Linked DNA regions of Sus scrofa: regions 1 and 2 are each linked to region 3. Evidence: chromatin contacts called from public Hi-C and HiChIP or PLAC-seq data. All regions are on one chromosome and are shown on one strand. Each heading gives the region's core, a stretch centred on a gene start, on an enhancer-like site or on the middle of the called end of the contact. The rest is flanking DNA. Distances are from core to core; before and after follow the strand shown. Region 1 holds the start of STT3A (STT3A, catalytic subunit of the oligosaccharyltransferase complex). Region 2 holds the start of EI24 (etoposide-induced protein 2.4 homolog). Region 3 holds the start of TMEM218 (transmembrane protein 218).

Region 1 (2,995 bases), core at 95-2,594, 420 kb before region 3:
CAGAGGGAAAAGAAGACAACATTTTCCTACTAAAGTAAAAAATGATCAGGCTGGCAGGGGGAAAAGGCGGGGCTAGATTAAAACTAAATATTGAGGGAAACAGTCTGTAGATCATTCAGAATGGTGATCTCTTGATGGATAAGGTTTACTATTAGCAATAATTAGGAGGTTAGCTCTTTATGTCGAAGAGGGCTCTGCCTTCTTAAACCACAAGCTGGTCAAAGGCTAAGTGACAAAGAATCTAATATTAAAGGATACGAAACACTGTACAAGACGCCAGCGGGGACAAAAAGGAACCTGGACCCCTTCTGATCTTTTGCCCCACTATTACTAGAGAAGAGGAGGGAAAAAAAAAAAACACTGGACTAGGCGAAAGGCATGAAGAAGCAACATGCTCCAACAGTGAAAAGCCAAGCATCTTTTCCAAAGTTAACTGTCTCAGAGGAGCAGTTTTAACATAGTTTTAATTATAACCCCAAAGGAAAACCTTATCTTGCAACCAAATTAAATACCTAACTCAGGAAGTCAACAATCCAATCACATCCCTCAGGATAGTACTTGTCTTCTCCAACGCTTGAAATAGCAAAACTCACCACCACTGAGTAGATTTGAGCCATAGGCCTAAAAGAGTAAGGGAGTAAATGAGAGCACAAGAACCTCGACCTGAAAACTGAGTAAAAGGAGCTGGTAATTTAGGCCAGGACCCTAAGGGAGTTTCCATACTGTGCTCTCTGGTCTTGTTCGCATACCGCTAAAGCGATTAAGGGCAAAGACTTTTCTCAAAACACTTAGCATATGTTCTCCACCTCACCTGCGCCTGAAAGCGCTGGCCCCCTCGTCCCACCCTAGTTCTAGTTCCGAAGACTGCAACTTGCCCACCCCGTTTGCCTACACACTTTCTCACACTCCCCCCCCCCGCCCTCCTCTACTTCAGGTCCCTCCTCCCCCGGTCTCCCACCTTCAGAAAACGCAACACCTCTGACACCACCCACCGAGGGACACCCCACCACCTCAGCATCCTAAGCGCCATCCTTCCAGGGACTAGTCTCCGGGTGCGATCTTTCCCACGCCTTCCTTAGCTTAAGCGCACGCCCCATCCCAGACCCTTACATCCTTCCATTTCAGGATGTCCCCACACCACGCCCCACGCCCCCTCCTCTGCAAGGTCCTAGATTCTGCTCCGCGCCCATACCCCCCGCCATTAGAGCCCCATCCATGCACTTCGTTCTGCCCCACAAACACCTTAGACTGCACTTGCCGCTAATTCTTAAGTAATACTCTAGGGCCTTCTCACCTGTCCCGCGCTCCTCAGGAGTCCGTTCGGCTCGCTCTGCCATCCGTTCACCGCGCACCCAACCTTGGTAGCACCAAGTTGGCCTCCCGGTCCGCTTCCCATTGGCTGGCTCAGGGCCAATATGACAATTGATGAGAGCGATAGGGTCATAGAACTGTCTGTCAAACTCGGAGGCGTGGACAAAACCGCACTCCCACTTCTTAAGTGGTCTATGCAGAAATCACTTAGGATCGAGAAGGCGGGACCTCGTACAAGTGCCGAGCAGTGATAGGTCCGCTTGTGCGAGCGTGGGCGCAGAAGAAACCGCTCAAAGCAGTTTGGTTGAGAGCTGAGCAGTGACGTGTCAGTCCGAGGACCGCAAAGGAGTCGCGGGCGGAAGGTGCGGACGGTTTAGCCCAAGTCATGTGACCAGAAACGGAAACTACGCCAAGGAATAAGCCAAAACTACAAATCCCAAAAAGCCGTGCTAAGATCGCGCTCCTCCTTTTCTGAGAGTTTTGTTTTTTAAAGGTAGAAACTGTTACCTAATATAAGATTAAAGAAGAGGAAGGAAACACTTCCCACCTACTCTCAAAGAAACTCAAATGCTTCCCGGGCCAGACCGTTACATCTTGTACAGGATCTCTTGACTTACAGTTCTCTCAAGAGCTGTTTTTGAAGATGCTCCCGGAAAATGTGATGGACCAGAGCCCTGACAAATTTTACGAGGCATTTACCTCTCTTAAGCCCGACCTCGGGAGTAAGCACGCCAAGGCCAAAAGGATCGTCGAAGTTTGGTTGGAAGATTCTAAGCCACAGACTGAGTGCACCAACCCGCGGAGGCGGTCCTCCCATGCATGCGACAGGCTTCCTGGAATCAGCCTGCAGACCTGCGGTACTTTGTCAGCTCACCCTTTGTAAGTTACGTGCTCGTGGAAGCTGCTAACTCGCCTCAGTTCTCCCTCTGTCCACTCACAAAGAAAAGCTACTGAGGGCAGGGAAGGGGACGAAGTTCCAGCAGCCAGCTCCATCACCTCTCAGACACGCACTCCTACTTCCTACACACCTCTGTGAGCAAGAGCTACACCAAATGAAATAGGAGCATCCGGCAACTGTTCAAATTTAGCGCCAGTGTCACTCATTTCTCTTCACAGTTACTCTGAATGCGGCCGACCAAATTTATTGAAAGCACATTAAATCACTGCTTCAAAATCACGTGTATGTTTCAAAATTCACATGACCAGGTTCACCCCAGGACGTTATGATTCAGAAGATCTGCTTTTTCCTTTTGTATTTGTGTTAAATGTAATTTTACTAACAAAAGGAAACAAACTGAATGAATTGCAGAACTTCAAGTAAATGCTTCTTCAAAAGGAGTTTTTCTTTTTAAAAGAATTAAAATTAGATCTTTTAAATTAAAAAAAAAAAACGGCTTCAAGAACATTAAGATATTAACTTTCGGATTAATTTTTTTTTGAATTGTTTAACATGTTTCTTTCTTTCTAGGGGGCTGGGGGTGTCTTTTAGAGCCTCACTGGTGGCATATGTAAGTTCCCAGGCTAAGGGTCAAATCGGAGCTGTAGCTGTTGGCCTATGCCACAGCCACAGCAACTCAGGATCCAAGCCGCGTCTTCGACCTACACCACAACTCACAGCAACGCCGGATCCTTAACCCACTGAGCAAGGCCAGGGACCGAACTTACATCCTCATGGATACTAGTC
Region 2 (2,700 bases), core at 85-2,584, 400 kb before region 3:
TTAACTTCTATAGAAACATAATCCCACTACAGAATGAGCTAGTTTGGGAGTTTAAGGAAGCCAGTTACTTAGTCTGGATTTCTCACAGGGCACTGACAGTTTGAGAAACGATGGTCCTAATCCAAGGAGAATAGCTGTGTTATCTGAACCATGGCCATTAACACCTGGCTTCTGCAAAGTACCAAGTGGAAGGTTACCTACTGACAACTGTGGCCTTTGAAGGACAAGTCACTTCGATTTTATGTGAAGATTCTAGCAGCCTTCCTACAGAAATATTTGGTCAATGATCCGGTTTGACAAAAAGCTGAGGCATGGAGAAAAGCAACCTGCCACAATTTGAGACCAGACAAGGAGGGAACCATCCAACTACGGTGGAAGGAAACCAGATGCGCTTGGTCCACATCGTTTTACAGAGGGAGGAACCGAGCCTCTGAAGTTAAATGGCTTGCCCAAGATGACAACACGTCAAAGGCTACAGCGAACGTCAAACCCTCGGCGTTCTAACCCCTCAATCCGGTCATTTTACTCAAGCTCTGCAATGAGGATTTTTGTTTAACTCGAGCATCCCTTGGACAAAAATGTCTCTTAAGCCTGTACATGAGGCTGGCCGCTAAATTCCTACAACAGTCATGAGAACTTATTAAGCATCTACTGAGGAACAGCCCTGTACTTTCATTTCTAAGTCGCTAAACCCAAGCGCGGAAAGCAAGAGGCTGTCAGATCCCTACTGCAGGTGCACTAAAGGTAAGCATCTTCACTTCCCACCAGGCTCCCGGGACTGCTAAGAGCCCAGGGGTCCCCATGGTCCCTTCAGACCGGTCTTCCCCCGCAGCTACTTGGCAATTCCAACTGGAAGCTGGGCTCCCTCCGCAGCCACAGTCGTGCACGAGGCGCGGGGCACGCTCATCTCCCATCATACGGGAGCTAAAGATAGCCGCGCCGCACCTGGGAAGAGGCTTGCCTATGGCTGCGGGCTGTGTCCCGCGCCCCGGCCCTACCCAGACGCCGCAGCAAGGTTCCCTCCAAGGGTCTTCTCCCGAAGTCCCTGTCCGCACCTCTCGGCCCCATACCCGGGCCCTGCTGCCCTCACACGCCCTCACTACCCCCTGCCACCCCTACTACGCATAGAATGAGCGGCGCCAGGGCCTGGCTCCGCCGAGCTGCACTTACCCCGCAGCTTCGCCGCCACGGCTCTGGCTCTGTTCCTCGCCCTCCGCAGGCCCACTCCGCTTCTCCGCGCCTCTCGGCGCCCAGCCGCCAGCTCCCGCCCGGGCGCTCCCAGGGCCGGGGCCGCTGTGCCCGCACTGGGCATGCCCGGGCCGCACGGGGCCGCTGGGAAGTCGGGAGGGAGCCGAGTCCAGCAGCCTGGGCGAAGGGGGCGGGGCCTCGAGGGCGACGGAGCCTGGGAAATGCAGTCCTTTCACCGTGCCCGCCAGATCCGCGCCGCTTCCTGGGAGGCAGTTCACCCGCCGAGGTGGGATGCCATCCTTTCTGATAGCATGTCTTGTGCTTTGCCCTCTCCCATATATTCCCCAGGGCTGCTTGTTCTTCTCTTTTGAAGTCTAACCACGGAACAATATAATGCAGAAGTCATCTTGGTCTTTTTTCTTGGAGATTTATTAAAGTAACCAAAGGGTAGTAAGCCATCAGGTGTTTAAATCAAGCTCACTGAATGAATAAGAATACAGTGATTAAGAATAGGTCAAGCCGCCATGCCCTCGGCTACATAAGGCATGTACTCTGACAGCAAAGTGTTGACTGAGTTAACAAGGGTAAAGCAAAGAGAAATAAAACTGTTTTCCATCTCTATTCCCACCAGGCCGTCTCTACCCCAGGGACAGCAATTTCTTGATACTGAACCATCAAGTCTCACATATAAACTTTTTCTCCCCTGTTCCCAGCTTTCTGTATCTCACTCCCCATTTCTTCTTTCCACTTCTATTTTCCTTCACCTCTAGCTGTGCTTAGACTTGCTACCCCTAGGGCCACTTAAAGAATCCGGTTTTTACAGCTATTTAGTATAGTCTTACATAATGTAAGCTCAGATGTGAACTAATTTACTCAAAGTCAGTGGCAGAACAAATACTCAGGCATCCTAACTCTCTTCTCCCTGGGAAAAGATCTATGAATATCCACTCAATTTTCCTTTTGTTATAAGTCTATTGCTTGATTTACACAATGACTAAAGTCATTACAAAGAGGAGACATTCCTAAACTTCTTTTTGGCCCCATATTGAGGCAGAATATTAACTCAGGTAGTCGGTGTAGGAGCATGGGCTTCGATGCATTCTTTGATATGGCCACTGATTAACATTTGTGGCTTAAGGGCTCCAGGGAGTTAACATCTCCACACACCTTGTTTTATTATAAGAAATGCGCATTCCCCACAGATTTTGCTATAGAAAATGTGAGTCTCAGCCCACTCTTCAACTGATAAAAAAGGAATGACGAATGGTGAAGGAAAAGGACAAAAAAAAAGCCCATGGAACTTTCTGGACTTTTCCAACCTCAAAAGCCCTATCGGACAAAGACTGATATAGGTAATTCGAACAAGGCCAATGGGAGAAAACCACATCTTTCTGGAGCCCACTTTGGTGCCCCTCCCCACCTTTAACAGATAAAATCCCTATAGGACAATAGAGAAAGAGGGCTTTTCTCCCCTCTCCCAGCTGTCCTGGAGGCTATTTGCTTTTCTGTTTT
Region 3 (2,835 bases), core at 254-2,753:
TATACCAGGGCCCAGCAATAGTTCTAGCTGTAACACTATGAAGAACCACATTAAGGCAAGTCAAAGCAATATTTCCCTCAAATAATTCAAGTGAAGGAGTGTTTTGAAAACTACAATGCTCTGCAAATATGTAGTAGTATTATTACCTTTGGAGAAAATAAATTATAAATTAAGTTTGGCACCATTGTCATATCTTGCTTTAAAGTACTTCCTAGTTGTTTCATATGCTGTTGACGTTTGCAAACCACAGGCTATTAAGCCAGGAATCACATCGTATTTCTTTCGTATCCTCAAAGTCCCTACCAGCGCTTAGCTACAGTTAACACTCAACTCCAATGAAATGAATTAATCAAAACAATGGCTTTCTTAACCACAGAACCCCTCATTGGGCCAAGTAAGGCTAAGCTGTTAAACATATAAGAAATCGTTGGTTACTATACATGACTGCAAATTAAACCTTGAAAGTAGATTAAATTTGAGACATACTTTAGTGGACTTCAACCATCTTCTTCCATTTCATTCATAGAGCTGTGATTCAGGAGCTGAACTCCCTAAATGAACGATTCAGTGTTCCAGGATTGAATAGTTTGTTTTATGATGTTTCAAAATTTTGTGTAAAGTCAGAGGTTGCAAAACTGCAGCTCTCAGATTGGCATCATTTGATTTTAGTCTGTTCACTCTTCCTGATTCAGCAATGAAGCATGCATCCCATGTCTTTTTCCTTTAGATGGCTTGATTTACTGATCTTTTGGTTTAATAGGCTAGAGCCTCAGAACAACATGGCAAGTTTTAGTTTGCAGTTAGGCAAGAGCAGTTTGCTAAAAGCATGGACCAGCACCAGTTCCGGATGCCTGGCGGTGTAGTTACAGAAGATTTACTTGATTTGACTCTGGCTCCCCTTCCCCGATCTGTCTCTTGAGTAGAACGACCCTTGCCCCAGTGTATGTCGTAACGCTAAAGGAAGAATAATGCCAAATACAATAGGCCAGGTAAGACTAAATGAAAACGTGATGTTATTACAACTAGGGCTTCAGACTTGGTTCTCTCCAGCAGGGTTGTTAGTGACTGATGACTGAGCCTGACCCCCTTTCTGAGGCCGAATTTGACTTGCCCGCAAATACTGCGGTCCACCACAGCCAGGAGATCGGGAAATGAAATGCCCATTAGATTCCGGAACAGGCACTGAGGTCTAGAACGGGAGAAAGGGTTGCCAGGACTCTCCGTCTCACAGCCCGGCGGTGCTGTCTCCATGGTAACAGCGAGGAATGCCGGGAAAACGGCTCTCTTCCGCCCAACAACCCGCCCTCAGGCTAGACTGACCAATGGTCCCGTGGGTTACCACAAGAATGGCGTGATTGACAACGGGATGGGACGAGAGTAGGGAGCCAAGACTGCCTCTATCCAATCGAACTTGAGACCGGTCACAGGACCAAAAGGCACCGACCAATCGGAAGGCGTAACGGAGGGAGACGTGCCCACCCACCACGTTCCGCGTTGCCTGGAGCCGCGAGGGGCGTAAGCAAATGAGGGGGAAGTTGGGCGTTGAAAGAGCGGCGTTGATTAGCGAATCTGGAATCACCTGGATGAAAGTCCACTTGTGATTCGTCACAAGTAGATCAAAGCCTTTGTGGGCTGGAACTAGCCGGACTGAGAGGTGTGAGTAGAGGACCCGGGAGACTGGGAGCCAGGTGAGGGGGGTGGATATGAGGAAAGTGGGGCCCGCCGCGAAGAAGAGGGAATGGCAGGGCTTGGGTCTGGGGCTGAGGAGGCTGGAGGAAGGTGTGGGCAGATGGCGTTGCAGAGACCTCTCACACTACCCTCACTGCCGATCTGGACTCAAGGCCCAGCGGCCAATTAATGCTGAATTGGAAGCTGAGAAGGAAGGGATGTTTTATTTTTCATGCCCCTAAGAAAGTGAAGTGGCAGTACCTGATTCGAAATACCTTGTGACCTAAGTCTTAATCTCTGTCCCAACTGCTGGGAGGTAGCTGGGCGACCATTCTGAAGATGAGACGGGGGCACTTTTTTCTTGCCGCCCGTTTGAATCAGCTACAGGGCTGGGGGATCAGCGTGTTAAGAGATGATGCCACATCAATGGCGTTTTGGTAGCCTGGCAATTGATTTTTCCCAGACTTGCATTTTGTTTAACTGCAAAGGCAGAGGCATTATCCAAATATTTTAAAATTCAAACCGTATTGAAGTGTTTAAAGTTAAAAAAAAAGGGTGCGAGAGTATTCCCCACCCCCACCCCAGGTATTTTTGAAGGTAGGAAACAGCTATAAAGGAAAACGAAAAGGAATCCTCCAGAAGAGAAGTTCACCCTTGTAACCCCCTGTTTTCTTTTTAATTTTTTTTAGATTTGTTTTTTATTGAGGTAGCATTGGTTTATAATACTGTGTTTCATGTGTACAGTGTTGTATTTCTACTTATATATGCCCTACAGTGTATTCACCACCAGAAGACACCATACGGTATTTGTCTTTCTCCATCTGACTTAATTTGACAACATAATACCTTCAAGATCCATCCGTGTTGGCATGGCAGGATTCTGTCTCTTTTTAATGGCTCAGTATTCCATTGTATATAGACACCTAACTTCTTTATCTATAATCTGTTGATGGGCATTTGGGTTGTCTCCATATCTTGGATATTGTCAGTAATGCTGTGATGAACATAGGGTTGCATATATCTTTTTAAATTAGTGTTTTCATGTTCTTTGGATAAATACCCAGGAGTGAGATAGCTGAATCTTAATCTTTTTTGTTTGTTTTTTAGTTTTTTTTTTTTTTTTGTCTTTAGGGCCACACCCAGGGCAGACAGAGGTTCACAGGCTAG

The links. A called contact is a pair of places that touch in the nucleus more often than the background predicts. HiChIP or PLAC-seq counts read pairs in DNA pulled down with a chosen protein or histone mark.
Region 1: a Hi-C map of skeletal muscle shows a contact between it and region 3, with 6 times the contacts expected there. The contact joins the promoter of STT3A here to the promoter of TMEM218 in region 3. A contact is called at or near these places in 1 of 5 promoter capture datasets (liver), 3 of 47 Hi-C or Micro-C datasets (heart right ventricle, liver and skeletal muscle) and 1 of 2 datasets of contacts at active chromatin or transcription factors (alveolar macrophages).
Region 2: an H3K27ac HiChIP or PLAC-seq map of alveolar macrophages shows a contact between it and region 3. The contact joins the promoter of EI24 here to the promoter of TMEM218 in region 3. A contact is called at or near these places in 1 of 47 Hi-C or Micro-C datasets (heart right ventricle) and 1 of 2 datasets of contacts at active chromatin or transcription factors (alveolar macrophages).

Annotation. Positions count from the first base shown.
Region 1 is chr9:52,725,238-52,728,232 of Sscrofa11.1, reverse strand. It overlaps STT3A (STT3A, catalytic subunit of the oligosaccharyltransferase complex), which reads right to left and starts at 1,344. Exons shown (of 18, transcript NM_001243852.1): 1 at 1,295-1,344.
Region 2 is chr9:52,703,194-52,705,893 of Sscrofa11.1, reverse strand. EI24 (etoposide-induced protein 2.4 homolog) reads right to left here and starts at 1,334. Exons shown (of 12, transcript XR_002335716.1): 1 at 1,171-1,334.
Region 3 is chr9:52,301,434-52,304,268 of Sscrofa11.1, reverse strand. It overlaps TMEM218 (transmembrane protein 218), which reads left to right and starts at 1,503. Exons shown (of 4, transcript XM_003130031.4): 1 at 1,503-1,656. PKNOX2 (homeobox protein PKNOX2) reads right to left here and starts at 1,247. Exons shown (of 14, transcript XM_021063090.1): 1 at 487-1,247.